2 separate regions of the Zea mays genome follow, and region 2 is linked to region 1. A link is a contact called in public Hi-C data. All regions are on one chromosome and are shown on one strand. Each heading gives the region's core, a stretch centred on a gene start, on an enhancer-like site or on the middle of the called end of the contact. The rest is flanking DNA. Distances are from core to core; before and after follow the strand shown. Region 1 holds the start of LOC100274571 (Auxin response factor 10). Region 2 holds the start of LOC100276232 (Heavy metal transport/detoxification superfamily protein).

Region 1 (4,366 bases), core at 750-3,249:
AGCGTGAACAGTACGGGGGTACTGTTCACCTATTTATAGGCACGGGACACAACCCATATAAAATTACATCCATGTCCTTTACATTTGGTAGTAGTTCTATAGTAATCCACCGAGGTTTAAATAGCCTTTTCATCTTTAAGTCGGTTTCCTTTTCTGCAGACACGCCGAAGCTTTCCTGCTTACTTCTTCGGTGCTGTATCAACCTTCGTATTCTTCGAGCTTCTCCCGCAATGGTACCGATTCGAGTCCGAAGATACCTGTTCACACATTATACTCCAGAAACACTGTTAAATCCTGTTTTCGAGGACCTTCGAAATCCGAAGGCCCCCAACAGGTAGTATAATTATATATAACTATTGGAGTTGCTCTAAGGCCAATAGGTATATCTCGAAGCTAAAAACCAACCGATACCCCTACCAGCAAGATGATGACATCAGCATTCAAGGTCACACCAAAGCGAGCATTTGAACACACACTCTACTCTAGAAAAATTAAAGCTAACCATGAGACTATACGTACTTTGATGTTTACAAATAAACAATAATTATATTTGAATAAATATCTCAATACCTATTTATATTTATATGATATAAAAAACCATAGTAAAAGCACGAGCTACTAGCTAGTACATGATTATGTATTCCTTTTTTTGTTCGTTTGTTGGATGGTTGGGCAACTAATATCATTAGGACGAACTATTCGACAAATATCCGTTATCTTTTTTAATAATATCCAATATCTATTTCTTACTCGCCCTAATTATTATTCGATTCCGTTTTGTATCCGTCCCGAATTTTAACTATCAGTATCTGATCATGTATCTGACATAATTATATCATGGTAGGATATGGGATAACCTAGTATCCGACCGTTCTCACCCCTGGTTATAGTGAAAGAAGATGAATACCACCAACGAGCAGTCATGACGACGCTCTCCAGAAACCTGATCGCCTGTGCACCGAACAAATGCCTCGACGGATGGTGGGTTCGAAACTTCGGATGCTAGCTCTCCCAACTCTCCGTGCGCAATAGATTTGGGAGGGGGAAAAACTTCAGTGGCAGCTCAACCGTGAAAATAGAATGAAAATAATAAGAGTGTATTTTCCACATACGCATTTGAAGGATTGTGTGCACTTATATAGATGCAAGAGAGTAGGGGAAGAGGTGCTGTCAAATAGCTTAATGACAACCATCATGGTCATAAGAATGACAGTTACAAGTAAGGAGGGTTTGTTTGGGATTATAACACTCCCTAACTCTCACCATCAAAATGGTTGTTACTAGTAACTTACCAAACCATAAGTAGCACCTATAATTCACCCAATTACTCATCATACATAACTCCTAGCTTAAACACGAGCCTTAAAATTTGTAGAATATTAAATAAATGATCCTTAAATATTCTAGAATGAGCAAGGTTTCCTCGTTGATTCCCCATCCACGTCAGCGTCATTCCGTGGACTGGAAATCTGAGGAAGAGCGAAGTGTCGGTCGGACCGCTCTAGCGGCGCGGTAATCCCCTCCGTCACCTCACGGAAACCTTGCCAAACAGGCCTACACAGGCGGAACAGAAGAGCACTGCTGCGGCGTGGGAGGCCATCGTCCGTCTGGTACTCTGGTGCGGTGCGCGGCAGCGCTCGCCAGTCGCCACTGCACTACTGCTGGCTGCTGCTGCACTGCACCGCACCACACCCCGTCTCGCTTTTGCTGCCGCTGCAGGCCGGTCAGACCAGACAGGCAGCAGGCAGCCAGCCAGCCGCACACACGCAAGCACCGGCCCGGGCCCACACGCCTTTCCCAGCCCGCGCATCGGACCGGACCGGACCGGACCATACTGGACCGGACCGCGCGAACCGGTGGTCCAAGCCAACGCGGCCGTGTCACCACCGGCTTTCTTTCTGTCCGGACGCCACCGCTGCGTCACGCTGTCTACTCCCTACAAAGAGACCACACCGAATCTCCCCTCTCGTCTACCCTCCTCTCCTTCCTCGCCGCACACACAGACACACGCAAAAACATTTCTCCCCCCTCCCGACTGCTACTGCCGCTGCCTCCTCCCCCTTTCCGCCCGCCTTCGCTCCCTCCCAACCCCCTTCCTCCTCCGTCTAGGGTTTCCCGCCGCCGCCTGATCCGAGTCAGATGCCGCCCGCAACAGCCATGGCGCCGCCGTCCCAGCCCCCGTCTAACTCAGGTACGCGCGCGCCAGATCCGGTCAGCTCCGGCGGCCTTATCTCTCTACCTCTTGGCGTCCGCCGTCTCCTCTCCGAGGCGGGGCCTCGTGCTGATGGTGCCTTGCTCTGTTCCTGGCAGGGGATCCGCTGTACCCGGAGCTCTGGCGCGCCTGCGCCGGCCCGCTCGTCACCGTCCCCCGCGTCGGCGACCTCGTCTTCTACTTCCCCCAGGGGCACATCGAGCAGGTACTCCTCCTCCCTTCTCCTCCGCTGGAGCTTAGCTTGTCCCTCGCCCCCCCTGCCCTGCTCCGGACGCTGATTTGGAGTGCTCGGGGGCTCGCAGGTGGAGGCGTCCATGAACCAGGTCGCCGGGAACCAGATGCGCCTCTACGATCTGCCCCCCAAGCTGCTCTGCCGCGTGCTCAACGTCGAGCTCAAGGTTCCTTCCACTTCCCGCCGTCTTTTTTTTGTTTTTACCTTCCCCCGGTTTTTTCGCCCCCAATTCCGCACCTAGCGCGCCCGTTTCCCCTCCTGAGCGATTCCAGGTCCTGTGCTTACGCGTTCTGCGGGTTTGGGCAGGCGGAGACGGACACCGACGAGGTCTACGCGCAGATCATGCTCATGCCGGAGCCCGAGGTAGCCTCCCTCCCAGCTCGGACTATCTATGCTCGGCACGTAATTCCGGAATTTTCCCTCGGAACTAGGAGGTTCTCACTTGCTCTCGCTCTGCTTGCTCGTTCGTGCAGCAAACCGATGTGCCGGCTGAGAAGCCGAGTTCTGCACCTGCTGCGTCGCCGAGGCCAGCAGTCAGGTCCTTCTGCAAGACGCTCACCGCCTCGGACACCAGCACACACGGTGGCTTCTCTGTGCTGCGCCGACACGCTGACGAGTGCCTCCCTCCCCTGGTGTGTGCGCTCAACACCCCCCTGTGGATTCTGTTCCTCTGCTATTAATAGAAGTATAGAACTAGAGATGCGCGTGGTACTGCTTAAGCTTTGTGTCGTCTGGTGAGCTGACCTTCTTGTTTTTCCGTCGGCAGGATATGACCCAGTCGCCTCCCACACAGGAGCTGGTGGCGAAGGATCTGCATGGCATGGAGTGGCGCTTCCGCCACATCTTTAGAGGTAATTTGGGCTCCTCATTTGCCATGGTTCGCGCCTGCCTTGTATGCTACAGGATTGATTGATTTGCTTCACCGCTACTTCCGATTGTCGATTTATTCACTATTTGTAGTTTAGTTTATCTATCAGTTTCGCCGTGATTCGTTGCATTTATCGACTGAAAAGCTCGTTTTTTGTGCCTGATGTTGTTGATCACTAACCGTGCCCAAAAAATCCATCTTCAGGGCAGCCAAGGAGGCATCTCCTTCAGAGTGGTTGGAGTGTTTTTGTTAGTTCTAAAAGGCTTGTTGCTGGTGATGCCTTCATTTTCCTCAGGTTTGCTTTGTGTCCTGCCTACCCAGCACTGATAGCAATTCGCCGTTTTGGTGCTAAGTTTCTGTTGGGCCCTGTGCAGAGGAGAAAATGGTGAACTTCGAGTTGGTGTTAGGCGGGCAATGAGGCAATTGTCTAATGTACCTTCTTCAGTCATATCTAGCCAAAGCATGCACCTCGGAGTCCTTGCGACTGCATGGCACGCCATTAACACGAAGTCCATGTTCACTGTCTACTACAAGCCTAGGTACGTTGACATGTCTGCAGCAAACTGATTGCATTTCTGAGACTTTACATACTGACTTACCTTGATTATCTTGCTGACCTCTAAATGTCAATGTTAGGACGAGCCCTTCAGAGTTCATCATACCGTACGATCAATATATGGAGTCGGTAAAAAATAATTATTCTATTGGCATGAGATTCAGGATGAGGTTTGAAGGAGAAGAGGCGCCAGAGCAGAGGTAACTCCCTTATTTGGCCTTCTGTAGTTTGTGGCTTCATGTCACCTGGTCCCCTGATCCCCTCATTGTAGCTGCTCGTTATTTGTAGTTACCCTTGAGTGATAATTCGTGGTGTGTTATTATCTTGTCTTGTAGGTTTACTGGTACAATAGTTGGTTGTGAAAATCTTGACCCACTATGGCCTGATTCCAGTTGGAGATACTTGAAGGTAACTGCTTGTTCAAAGTTTATTATTTCCATTATGGTCTTAAATCTCAAGGAGGATTGTTTTTTTTCTGTATTATGAACTATAGGTGCG
Region 2 (4,366 bases), core at 1,367-3,866, 310 kb before region 1:
CACTGCTAGTAGCTGTTGGTAAATGTACACGCATCATTACGGACATGCATGCATACATGGAATGATTTGTCCTGGTGATGGAAAAACTCTGCATGTAGGCGCTCACCGTTCATCTTGGAGACGACGTCGGCGACCCGCTGCCGGCAGTGCGAGCAACCCATGTTGGCGCTCATCACCACCACCTGCACCTGCGCATGCATGGTTCCAGCGACGCATCATTCATTCATTCGCATCCGCATTGCCTCTACGCGCGTAATGAATAAAAGAAAATGTTGCTTCTCTCGAAATAAAACACACGTTCCGTTTTCTAAAAAAACAAAACAAAACAAAACTAGCCTATACGTAATTAATAAAAAGCTAGTTAATTAAGAGCATCTCCAAGAGACTGGATAAATGGCTTGTCAAGTTAAATTTTAGCTATTTAATAGCAAAATAGCTCTTCAACAGACTATCCGTTTAACTTGCCAAGCTATCCGGCTCTTTAAATTGACCCTCTCACTAGCTAAATTTGGCTAGCAACTCTCGCCAGTTAAACTAACTTACATGTTTAAGAGTCTGTTCGAATGAAATGTTATATATAGAGTTTAATCTTTATAGACAGATAAATAGAGTAAAAAGTAAAGAGTATATTAATCCCACCTTCCACTGATCGATCAGGACGTACGTACGGCTAGAGTTCATTGTATATAGTTGAGGGGAATATATTCGTACGTAGCACAGGGAAGCTAGGAGGGAAGAGATGCATATGTTCCTCTCCAAAAGTCACATGGCTAGCTGCTGCCACTCTTGAACCCTAATGCAGATTGTTCTAATAATCTAATCCTACACAGCCACAGGCAGCCACCAGCTAGGCAGCTAGCGGTATTATATATACTCCATTCGTTCTTTTTTATTTGTCACGTTTTAGTTTAAAAATAAACTAACGAACAAGGAACAAGAACGATAACGGAGGTAGTAGTATATAGCAGCATATGCCGTGCGTGCTAATCTATCAGCTACGCAAGCCACTTGCATTATATTATATATAGTAGATGAATACTAGTCGCATCGCATGGCATCTTACCGTTGCGATCTTCTCTGATCAGGCAACAGGCCAATGCAAAGACTCCTCCGGAGATCTAGTCCCATTCCCATACAGATTAAACTCGTGCAGGAGGAATTCTAGAGATTAAGAAATATAATGTTCGGTCATAGCAGCTAGCTAACTGATGATGGTGAAATACTGTAAATGACTGAGTCAAATATAATGGTCAAAAACACACACTGCACATGCAGGCAGGAACGCCCGCCAGTATATCATATGATGTTGGGATGAGAAGGAGAAGCGTGTGCGCTTAATTAATTTATTATTATCAGGTCAAAGGAAGCGTGTGCAAGCGTAGTTGGTGAGGGGGTTATAAACGAGGAGCATTCATCAGGCATGGCGGCTGCCTGTACAGTGAACCTGCTCGTGCCTTAGCCTATTCGTCTACTGCCTGGCATGCTCACCGGTCAAAGACAGACGGTTTCACTTTCACCTTCGTTATGGGCTCCTGGCCGCCAGACAAGCAGCTCGAGCTCTCTCCCGGCAACAGCCAACAGCTAATAACAGCTCATCAGCTGTGGCCGAGAACGGCGCAACAAACAAGTGGCTGCAATAGCATAGCATTGCATTGCATTGCATAGAGCGGCGCAAGAAACAGGCTACAGGCGCTGCATGCGTGCCCGGTGTCTGCTACCAGCAGATTCAGTCTCTTGGTCTTGCCAACAAGTTACTGCCATTGATTTGCATGTGGACAAGAACAATAATGTGTAGCTCACAGATTCTCATCTCCAGGATCATCAGAGCAAGTTAAAAGATACTACAGTAGAAAGAAAGAGAGACAGACAGACAGACAGGGAAGCAAACTTGCTCCCTGCACTGGAGTTGTTTGGCGGATTGGCACTAAGCCACTAACAGTAACAGGGGCTGGACTTCTCACCTTTACGCTAAAAGCCGGACTGGGAGGGCAAAAAGCGACCGGGTCCCTTTTGAGAATCCAAGGAGATCAAACCAGCAGCCAGGCTCCAGCATCTCTCTCTTCCTCTTCTCCCTCGATGTGTGCAGTGGAACAACGGACACTGAACGTGTGGAGATGGAGACTGTCTGTCGAAATGCGGTGAAGGATGGAGTGACTTTACTGTGCTACGACACTACCACTGAAGCCTGAACAGCAAAGGCTAGCATCATATCCTCAACGAGGCAGGAAGGAGAGAGCACAGAGTCCTGCTCCGGCAGAAAGACAGAGTCGCTAGCAGAGTGATTGATAGTCGCAGCTGGGTTTCAAGAACCCAACGACATGCAAGCCATTGCGGAGTTCTCATTTCTTGGCGCTGATCAGCTTGCTGGCAATGATGAGGAAGAAAGGGAGAGCGCGTACCGATGGGAGGGAGAGATCTTCCGCAAACCTCAGAGCCTGTAGCTTGCTTGGCGTGCTGCTGACGGTTGCGTCCGACGAGGCGCCGAAGCTCCGCTTGGAGGAGGAGGAGGAGGACTCACTCCCCCTGTCGTCTTCATTCCCTCCGTGCTCCAGCTCCATGTCCATGGCGGCGTGCGCGTGGGCTCTTCTTGATGCTTGAGCTCCCCCTCCCTTTCCTGTCCGGCGACAGCACCCAAGGCTTCTCCTTTTTATACTAGCTATTCTAGACATGGAGAGAGAGAGAGAGAGAGGATCCCATGTCACAACAGTTACTTGTTGAGACCACGCTTTGAGAGGTCTGATATATTTTAGGCACTTGTGAATGAGGTTAGGTGTAGGAAGGTGAACTCCAGCAATCAGGCTTATTTGCTGAGGGATCTCCTTTCCAAAGACCCACCCAGCCCAGGCACAGTGTGGCATGGTCATTCACTTCCATAGTTTCATTGGATGACTAGGATTTACATGTATGTATGATGTCACTTGTCTTGGAGGCTAGTGCCATTTTACAAATGAAGGAGGGGCCCACCATGTATTGGATTCCTCCCCCTTCTTTGTTTTCACTGTTACAGTAACAGATTAAGAAATCACCACATCAGGGGAGGTTACTTGCAGTGCGAAAAGTAAAAGAGAGAGAGAGAGAGAAAGGTTTCCGAAGTCTAAAATGGTCGTCATGGACGGTGGAATGTGACATTGGAACAACAAAACACACAGTCAGGACCTCTCCAGAATCCACATTTTCGGAACTTTTGAAGTTTCTGCAAGGAAATCCTCCTGCAGCTATGCATATTTCACACACGGGGGGAAAAAAAAGAGAAGGTTCCAGTTCTTGGCACCTTATAGCGTGATGATTTTAAAATGTACTAGGTAGAGTTGATACTGAGAATAACGAATTGCTCTTTAGGCACACCTATATAGTATGTAGTTTTTGCTACATATTTTATCTAGTGTCTTTAACTATTCTCTGTTAGCATGGAATGGTTGGCCATATACACTATAATGCTCCATCCTTCAAACTTACAACAAAAAGGCCAGGATAAGAGACACCGTGATACTGTTCTTTAAACGGTAGGCAAAGAAGAACCATCAATCTCCCAAACCCGAGAAGACCAGAATTAAAAAAAGCAAAATCCCAAGATCATAGCTGGCATGCATTCAGTGTTAACCAATACTGAAAGTACGATGGAGAGAAGATATGACAAAGGGGGGGATTTAGACATATACAGAAACCACTGAAAATCCATCTTAATGGCTCAATGCAATCCAGCGGAAAATTTTATTCTGGAAACATGGAAGGAAACTGAAAACCAAATGGCCTAGAATCTCCAAAAAACAAGGATGTCAAAAGACTGAACCCTGACTGACGCTATACACTAGACAGAGATACACCCTGATTGGATAAGCAGCTATCGTTGTCTTTTGTACTTGCGCCCATTTTTAAGGGCACACCGACAGTACGCTACCTAAAAACTTTGAAAATTGTTAGCATCTAGATTGTTAAAAACATACACAGCAAATCACCATAAATAGCTGAAGGCATAGAGTACCAAAAGGAAAATTCAGAATATGCTGCAAATTCCATGTAAAAAAAAGGGGACATGACATGACTCTGCCCACCAACTACTCTTTATACGCACGCTACTCGCCAAGATTGCATTTTTCATGTTCCAACATCAGCAAGGTCAATAACATCCACTTCGAGCATCACTAGCAACGTGTAGTTTACAAAGTGATGATATGCGATTCTCAGCATAATTTAGGTGTGACGTTGACATCTGGTGTTGGAAATAAGCTCATTGTTGCTTGTGGATACCACAGAATGTTTCAAGTCTCTTGCTCAAACAAAGAATCGTTCTTAAGTTTCTTAGATCCACTTGGGAGGCAGAAAAAAAGTATCGTATTTGAATGCGAAAAACACTTAAAAACAGTTG

The links. Hi-C and Micro-C count contacts between places; a contact is called where the count stands out from the background.
Region 2: a Hi-C map of endosperm shows a contact between it and region 1, with 2.3 times the contacts expected there. The contact joins the promoter of LOC100276232 here to the promoter of LOC100274571 in region 1. A contact is called at or near these places in 6 of 25 Hi-C or Micro-C datasets (ear, endosperm, leaf and 3 more).

The regions. Positions count from the first base shown.
Region 1 is chr3:158,786,208-158,790,573 of Zm-B73-REFERENCE-NAM-5.0, reverse strand. LOC100274571 (Auxin response factor 10) reads left to right here and starts at 1,999. Exons shown (of 14, transcript NM_001320127.1): 1 at 1,999-2,191; 2 at 2,311-2,417; 3 at 2,515-2,610; 4 at 2,751-2,807; 5 at 2,918-3,076; 6 at 3,211-3,295; 7 at 3,517-3,607; 8 at 3,687-3,851; 9 at 3,949-4,068; 10 at 4,204-4,276; 11 at 4,362-4,366. The coding sequence starts at 2,140.
Region 2 is chr3:159,094,476-159,098,841 of Zm-B73-REFERENCE-NAM-5.0, reverse strand. It overlaps LOC100276232 (Heavy metal transport/detoxification superfamily protein), which reads right to left and starts at 2,616. Exons shown (of 3, transcript NM_001150070.2): 1 at 2,400-2,616; 2 at 107-188. The coding sequence starts at 2,564.